2 separate regions of the Sus scrofa genome follow, and region 1 is linked to region 2. The links are chromatin contacts, called in public HiChIP or PLAC-seq maps. All regions are on one chromosome and are shown on one strand. The core of a region is the stretch at or near the end of the contact, and the rest is flanking DNA. Distances in the headings are between cores, read along the strand shown.

Region 1 (3,876 bases), core at 929-3,428, 220 kb after region 2:
GAAATGAGCACAGTGGAAGGAAGTTGAGAAATAGATCAGGGAAGAGTTAGACAAAAAGCAGGGAGCCACTCATTTTGTTCCACTTTGAGAATTCATACTCTGAGAAGTCTGCTAGGCAGTTTCCACATAAACAGTTTACCAGTTTAAAAGCTTCTATTCTACATTTTCTTTTCTTTTTAGGGCTGCACCTGGGGCATATGGAAGTTCCCAGGCTAGGGGTTCAATCAGAGCTGCAGATGCCAGCCTACATGACAGCTACAGCAACAACAGATCCAAGACACATCTGCCATGCCAGGGCCTCACCCACTGAGTGAGGCCAAGGATTGAACCCACATCCTCAAGGACGTGAAGTCAGGTTCTCAACCTGCTAAGCCACAACAGGAACTCTTCTACTTTTTAATGATAGAAATATGTGTAGAAATTGATCAATACAAAATTTCCATGGGACACTTTGGCAATACTCATGAGAATTAAACATGATTTACTCCCTAATTTCCATTTCTATGAATTTACTCTTTAGACACCTGTGACTATGTACACAAAAAATTATCTATGCACAATGATAGCCATTTTTTTAAATTAGTGAAAGAAGGGAAAGAGGTTATTTTTCTTTTAAAAGGCCCAGTAAAATAAATCACAATATGTTCCTGCATTGGAATATTATGTAGCCATAAAATTTTTAAAAATAGAAATATCAGGAGTTCCCGTCGTGGCGCATCAGAAATGAATCTGTCTAGGAACCATGAGGTTGTGGGTTCGATCCCTGGCCTTGCTCAGTGCTTTAAGGATCTGGAGTTGCTGTGAGCTGTGGTGTAGGTCACAGACATGGCTCGGATCTGATGTTGCTGTGCCGGTGGCGTAGGCCGGCAGCTATAGCTCTGACTGGACCTCTAGCCTGGGAACCTCTATATGCCATGGGTTTGGCCCTAAAAAGCAAGGAAATAAAAAAAAGAAACATCAAAATGTTAAATAAAGCAGTCTGAAAAACAAGGTCGTCGTATGCTTCCACTCCATGTAAAAACAAGAAGAGGGTGTACATACATACCCTTCCAAAGAGTTTATTTTCTAATTTTACTAAGATATACCTGATAAGTAACACTGCATAAGTTTAATAACAGGAGTTCCCGTCATGGCTCAGTGGTTACTGAATCCAACTAGGAACCATGAGGTTGCGGGTTCAATCCCTGGCCTTGCTCAGTGGGTTAAGGATCCGGCATTGTCATGAGCTGTGGTGTAAATTGCAGACACGGCTCGGATCCCGCATTGCTGTGGCTCTAGTGTAGGCTGGCGGCTACAACTCTGATTCGACCCCTAGCCTGGAAACCTCCATATGCCCCGGGAGCAGCCCAAGAAAATGGCAGAAAGACAAAAAAAAAAAAAAAAAAAAAAAAGTTTAATAATGTTGCATACTGATTTGATGCATTTCTATACTGAGAAACCATCACTACAATGAGTCTAATTAACATCCATCACCTCACAGGTGCAATTTTTTTCTTGTGATGATAACGTTTAATGAACTGCTCTCTTAGTAACTGTCGAAGACACAACACAGTTTTGTTGACCACAGTCCCATGCGATATGTGACATTCCCAGGATATGTGTATCTTATAACTGGAAGTTTGTGTCTCTTGACCACCTTCACCCATCTCTCCCCTCCCCCTTCTGTATAATTTAACAAATAAAACAAAGTGCACTAGGGTGGAGGTAGGAGATTTCAATTTCACTATTTGCCCTTTTATAATACGGTAGTTCAAAAATTGTGCATGTATTACATATTACCTTTTCAAAAAACAGAAAATATTCCATTGAGAATACAGAAAGGTTTTGTGCTCTCCCTTAGTTCCTGGTGTGCCATGAACCCCCCTCCCCAACAAAAGTTCACATTATTATCTGACAGGAAAAGATCACCCCATATCTGGCACAGGGCATTTCATGTGCCCAGGAAGAAAGTCAGTGAGAGAGGAAATTGCTGTTCTAAGTGGAAGAGTGAGGTCGCCGTGTCTGGCACACACATAGGCAAGGCCCCGAGGCTCGGCTCCTGCACAGGGAGGGCACATATCCCTGCCGTAAGCATCATTTCCGAGCCTCGATTTGGGAGCACTGCATGTTCCATGAACCAGATTTCACATCTCTTACCCTCGTGCAGACTTTCTGGAAGGGAGCTGGAAGGATTCCCTGCTCTCAGCCTCAGGCCCCACCAGCAGGTGGCTGCTTGCCATGCAAGCTGAGACGCTCTCTGCCTGTGTGTTGGTTCACGGGTTCGTTTGCTGCCTGCTTCAAAAAAACCACCCTCTAACTGAATAGTGAGAACATGCTCTGGCTTAGAGAGGTTGAATTTTACTCAAGGTCACACCAAATGGTATGGGGAGGGAGCCAGGGCCAGGCAATCTGCCATCTCAGGTCTGACCCAGCCCAGCCACTTCCTGTCACCTCCTTGCTTCACCTCTCTGTATTGGTGTTTCATCATCTGCAGAGCAGGCATACTGATCATTCTTCCAACAAGGCTGTTAGGAGGACTGGTTGAGCCCATAAACTAAGAACAGTGGCTGGCAGCGACCAAGCACGTTATAAAGCTCAGCTATTTTTAGTAGTTACAGTGCTGCCTTGGGAGGCAGCGTGAGTGACCACTATCTCAGTTTACTGATTTGAAAGCTGAGGCTCAAGGGCTGTTTGTCCAAATTCACACCACTAAATCAAGACTTGGCTTGTAAGCTGTGGTTGGAGGACTGTCACTGAGCAAGCACGTGGCCTCTATTTTCCTGTCAGTGAAACGGAGCCTTTGCCTCCTTATGTGAATGCAGAGGCTCTGACTATAGCAAGCAGAGATGGGCCCAGAAACAAAAATCTCCCAATTTTGCCTCTAAAAAGGACAACAGTGAAATCAAGACTGCATTGCTTCTTTCCTTCCTTCCTCCCTCCCTCTTTCCTTCCTTCCCTCCTTTTTCCTTTCTTTCTTTCTTTGCTGCACCTACAGCATATGGAAGTTCCTGGGCTACAAGTCAAATTGGAGCTGCAGCTGCAAGCCTATTGCCACAGCCACAACAAGGCCAGAACCAAGCTAAATATGTGACCTACACTGCAGCAACACCAGATCCTCAACCCCCTGAGCGAGGCCAGGGGTGGAACCTGCGTCGTCATGGACACCAGTTGGATTCTGAACCCACTGAGTCACAATGGAAACTCCATGTCGGCCCCCTTCTGCAGTCCCATTTTATCCCCAAGGAAAGCAAGAGCGGCATCTGCTTTGTTATTCATTTGTTTTCTTGTCTAAAATGATAGTCGGCAGCAGTTCTGGCCAGGTCACCCTTACTGTGGAATAATGCGCTGCTTGGAGCAGCCTTACTTATTTGTCATCACAGAAAAATAAAAGTGCACTTTGCTTCACACTTAACAGTCACATATTTGGCAGACTAAGTGGATGGCATATGACAGGTGAGTGAATTGACTTTCCCCAGGTAAGGACGGGCAAAGCCAGCCTCTTTCACCCAAGACCTGCTAGTGGAGCACGGGCATTTTACTGGAAGCCGCCTTGTCTGTTTGTGTGCCTGTTGTTTTAACGATATCGATTGTTAAGACAATGATGGGTCAGGAGATGCAAGAATAGTCATTAGCTGCAGCCACCCTCATGAGCTGTAATAGAGCTCAGAGCATCACTAATGGATAAACAAGGTCAACAAGAACACCAGGGGCCAGTTCACAACATCCCAAGGTGGCCAAGCCTTCGCCAGGCCTTTCTTCCCCTAAACAACAAACAAAAATCATTAGTATTGATATTCAGGGTAGACAAACTGCACGCTGAACGAAGAATGACTTCACCCCGGTTTACCCATCATATATGAGGTCAGGAGGTGATGTACAATTGCCCTGTCTGTATAG
Region 2 (3,908 bases), core at 1,046-3,545:
AACACATGGGTCTTCTGTGCCCTGATCCATTGCCAGAAAGATCCAGTGGGTTTTGACTACTTAATGGGCCAGTGCAATTCTTTTGCCTGTGCCTTCTGAGATTTTTATAATAGTAATATGCATTTTCCCAAGTTTCTATTTTCTTAACACTATTTTTTTTTTTTTTTTTTTTTGGTACTGGAGAGACACAATTGATTGAGATAGAAACTCATCTTAAAGAGATATATATTTGTTAATATTAATTTATTGGGGGGACGCCTTTGCGGTTAGGGTAAGGTGGAAGTGGGCAGGGACAGTCTTAGAAGGTTTTCCAGCTCGAAACCTTTAAAATTGTCACCTCACAAGGAAAAATATCTCAGTGGGGGACTAAGTCTGTGTTGTATCTATATATTACTTCCTATGACTTAAACTTCATGTTCCATTTTGTCCAAAAAATGAGTCACATTGTCCTCTTCATCACAGTAGCTGTGGTAGGTAGGATGTTGTAGTATAATATTTTTTTGTAAATAGATCAAAAAATAATCCACACCTTTATTTGCATCATTCGGACAAGTATCCTCAAAGGACTAGGTACCCTTATTGAAAGAACACTGGACAAGGAAACTGTATATTAGAAACAGTTTGAACAGAGAGGACATTCATGCATCAGTTTTCCAACAACACGTAACATCAAAGGACATCATGTGAGTCAAAATGTGAAGTTAAGACTTGCTTTCGTTAAGAGAGGAATCAATGATGGATTAGGTTCGTTGGATTCTACATGGAAAATGCTACTTTGATGGACAGAGTTGTGTTTCTTTTTTCCCCCTGTCTAGTTCTCCTTTCTTATAAAGCAAATCCTTTGGATATATCTTTTGAGGGCAAGATGCTATATTCAATTACATCTACAATATACAGTTAGCCATCTTCTCTAGGCAGTTGGTTATGTACTTTCTCACTCCTATTCCTGGTATAGAAGTGACTGCTTTACACATCATATGTATTATAATATAGGGTTTCCATGAACAGTGCTATTCCCACATATACCTACAAAATGTACATCTTAATGCACATGTTAAGGTTCCTAGCAAATCTGTATTTCTCAGTGGTATTTCAAATCAGAGAAGACTTCATTTAAATACACCGTATGTATTAAAAACACCATATGACCAGGTGAAGAATCCTGCAAGTTAAGAGAGTACCTACATACAACAAACAAACAAAAAACTTCTGCACAAACATAGCTAAGCCAGGGCTTCCAGCAAGTGAAATGGCTCAGGAGGTTGTGGGGAGAAAGGGGTGATCAAACTAGCAGCGGCTAGTACATCTGGTAGGTTCCCAGTTGAGACACCTGGTATATTAAAAAAGCAAAACAAAACAAGACGAAATGCATACTCACTTGTTCCATGAATAATAGTCTCAAAGAACTCTGATAGTTATTATGTAATTTGTTAAACTCTACTATAAAAAAAGGCAACTGAGTCTCCCACAAATTTGAAAAAAAAAAACCTGAATGGTAGGAAGATCCAAAATGCTATGGAGAGACCACAACATGTAGAATTTCAGGGAACTTAGGGAGTTTGGGGGGGTTGATGGTGGTCGAGGGGAGCAATGTGATGTCATGGTGAAGGGTATGGATGCGCTGGGGGTGGAAGTGGATACACGAGTTAGAGACTAAATGTAGACAGGTAACCCCTTCTGGACATTTAACATTTTCTTTATCACTGACCTTCATGTTTGTAGAATTTACTGGACTGCTCTTGGGTTATATTAGTATTAATTTTTCTGTCTGTATATATTGACCCCACATGTCTTGGCTCACCTTGATACAGGTGGGTTGCACAAAGGTGTATAAAAAAAGGAAGCCCAGCCACCTCTTCTTACCCCGTTAAGCCACTTCACTCGGCAAGATAGATTTTTCAGCCACACACAACCTTTCTGTGACGGTAGACAAAGCTGCAGCCTAAGAAGGAATCCTACTGGGAGTTGTTTATTTTTTATTTTTTATTTTTCTTAAGGGCCCATTTGTGGCATATGGAGGTTCCTAAGCTAGGGGTCAAATTGGAGCTGCAGCTTACGCCACAGCCACAGATCTGAGCCACATCTGCAACTTACACAACAGTTTGCAGCAACACCAGATCTTTAACCCACTGAGTGAGGTCAGGGATTGAATCCGCATCCTTACAGACACTATGTGGGATTCTTAACCTGCTGAGACACAATGGGAACTCCAGAAGATTTTTTCAAAAGCAACAGTTGGCCAGAGCTGTCTCTTTAGGCCTCCTCTGCTTTTCCTTAGGGCAGAGAGATGCTGGGTGTGTGTAGTACACCATTTTCCTTCTGAGGCTATTGCCTATAATTTATTTAGTTCATCTATGAGTCAAGTCATCCCCAGAAACCTGGGAACCATCCAACATAAGCAAACAATTCATTATCACAGGAATGATTTCAAGATTAAATAAGTATGAGTATAGTTATTTAAATACTTCATTACAACACAAGTCAGAATTCTGTTTTAAAACTTAAAGCGAGTGAGGTGATCCAAGTACACAGGAAAGTAAGCAGACCAAGAAACACTGGTTTCAACAAGTTACTTTTAGATCAGCTGTGGAGTATTCTGCATTGGGTAACAAAAAGCACGACTACCGACCTTGAACTAGCACATGATACCATGAAATCTAACAAGTGTCATCTCAGAGGCAAATGCTGACATTAAAGATAGGCACACACATTCCTTCAGAGTGGATTCACGCCACTTTAAATGTCATCGCCACATCTCAGTCATCAGTAGCCAGCCAGACTTTTCAATCTTCAAATTTTGTCTTCAGCATTTCAAAGAGGCTTCCAACTTATATGCAACTGAAGTTCCAATGCAGATAAAAATAATTGTTAAATGGCTAACTTTTGGGAGAGGCATTTTTATCATTTGGAAACACATGAACACATACACACACATTTATTATACTTATCTAAGTAACAGGCTTCCATATAAATCACTGTTATTCTGTGAAACTGCGAATCTATTGTTCATGGGTCATTTCATTCCATTAGCACCAATAGTTTGTACAATTTTGCTCTCCACGTCTTGCATAAGATGTTTCAATATGCTTTTTTTGAAAAACTAGGAAGTTTAATATAAGTATACATACCTGAATACTATAATTAGTTAATTTTCACGAACGCATGTGATTTCAAAAAGAACAAGGTGGTCTTGGTTAGTTTCTGATTTTTAATTTACCATATTAATTTTTCATTGAAGTAAAATGACCATTATCCTATTAAAATGTAACATCAGAAAAATAAAGAGTGGTTATTAAAAAATTTACCACCCTCTTGGGGAAGAGAAGAGATAATACTTGAACAGGGAACTCTTTTTTTTTTTTTTTTAAGAAAATTATCTGGTTTCAAAATTTTAGCTTAGATTGAATTTATCTTTGTAAAGTTGCTTTTATGTTGCATACATTCTTTCAAATATAATTCTGAGGCAGTGTGCACAGGTTCCGCCTTTTGTAACTGAGCAGGACCCTTTGAGGATTTCTTGGTGTGGGCCTTTCCCCAATATCCTCTGCTTTAGCTCCTGTATCTTAGCTTAGCTCATGTATCTTTGTTGGAGGTTTACAGGAACATCATGACCTGACCTCTGTGGGCAGCTACAAAAACAAAGGATTTTTGCAGCAACCAACCATGCTCCTTCCTCACTTTGCCTTTAAAAACGCTTTGCAATTTTGGTTCAGGGAGTTTGGGATATTTTGGGGGCATGAGCCACTTGTCTCCTTGCATGGCCATGCAATAAACCTTTTTCTGCTACAAACTCCGATATTTTGATTTGCTTTGGCCACACGTGAATGGGGCACATGGACTTTCACTAACAATTTGGTCTGAGACCAGTATGCATTGTAAGCAGTCAGTGGGTTGTTAAATATTTTGAG

What was found. HiChIP or PLAC-seq counts read pairs in DNA pulled down with a chosen protein or histone mark.
Region 1: an H3K27ac HiChIP or PLAC-seq map of skeletal muscle shows a contact between it and region 2. The contact joins two enhancer-like sites. A contact is called at or near these places in 2 of 47 Hi-C or Micro-C datasets (both in embryonic fibroblasts) and 1 of 2 datasets of contacts at active chromatin or transcription factors (skeletal muscle).

What each region holds. Positions count from the first base shown.
Region 1 is chr13:8,553,038-8,556,913 of Sscrofa11.1, forward strand. The region is part of intron 2 of ZNF385D (zinc finger protein 385D); the gene reads right to left. Among named protein-coding and RNA genes, the nearest start is that of ZNF385D, 660 kb to the right of the region's middle. Within about 2 kb of position 2,179, at least 17 of the 83 cell types and tissues checked have an H3K27ac peak or open chromatin away from gene starts, as enhancers often do. A contact at or near this core is called in skeletal muscle, where this site is marked.
Region 2 is chr13:8,329,531-8,333,438 of Sscrofa11.1, forward strand. All of the region lies in intron 3 of ZNF385D (zinc finger protein 385D), which reads right to left. Among named protein-coding and RNA genes, the nearest start is that of ZNF385D, 880 kb to the right of the region's middle. Within about 2 kb of position 2,296, at least 3 of the 83 cell types and tissues checked have an H3K27ac peak or open chromatin away from gene starts, as enhancers often do. A contact at or near this core is called in skeletal muscle, where this site is marked.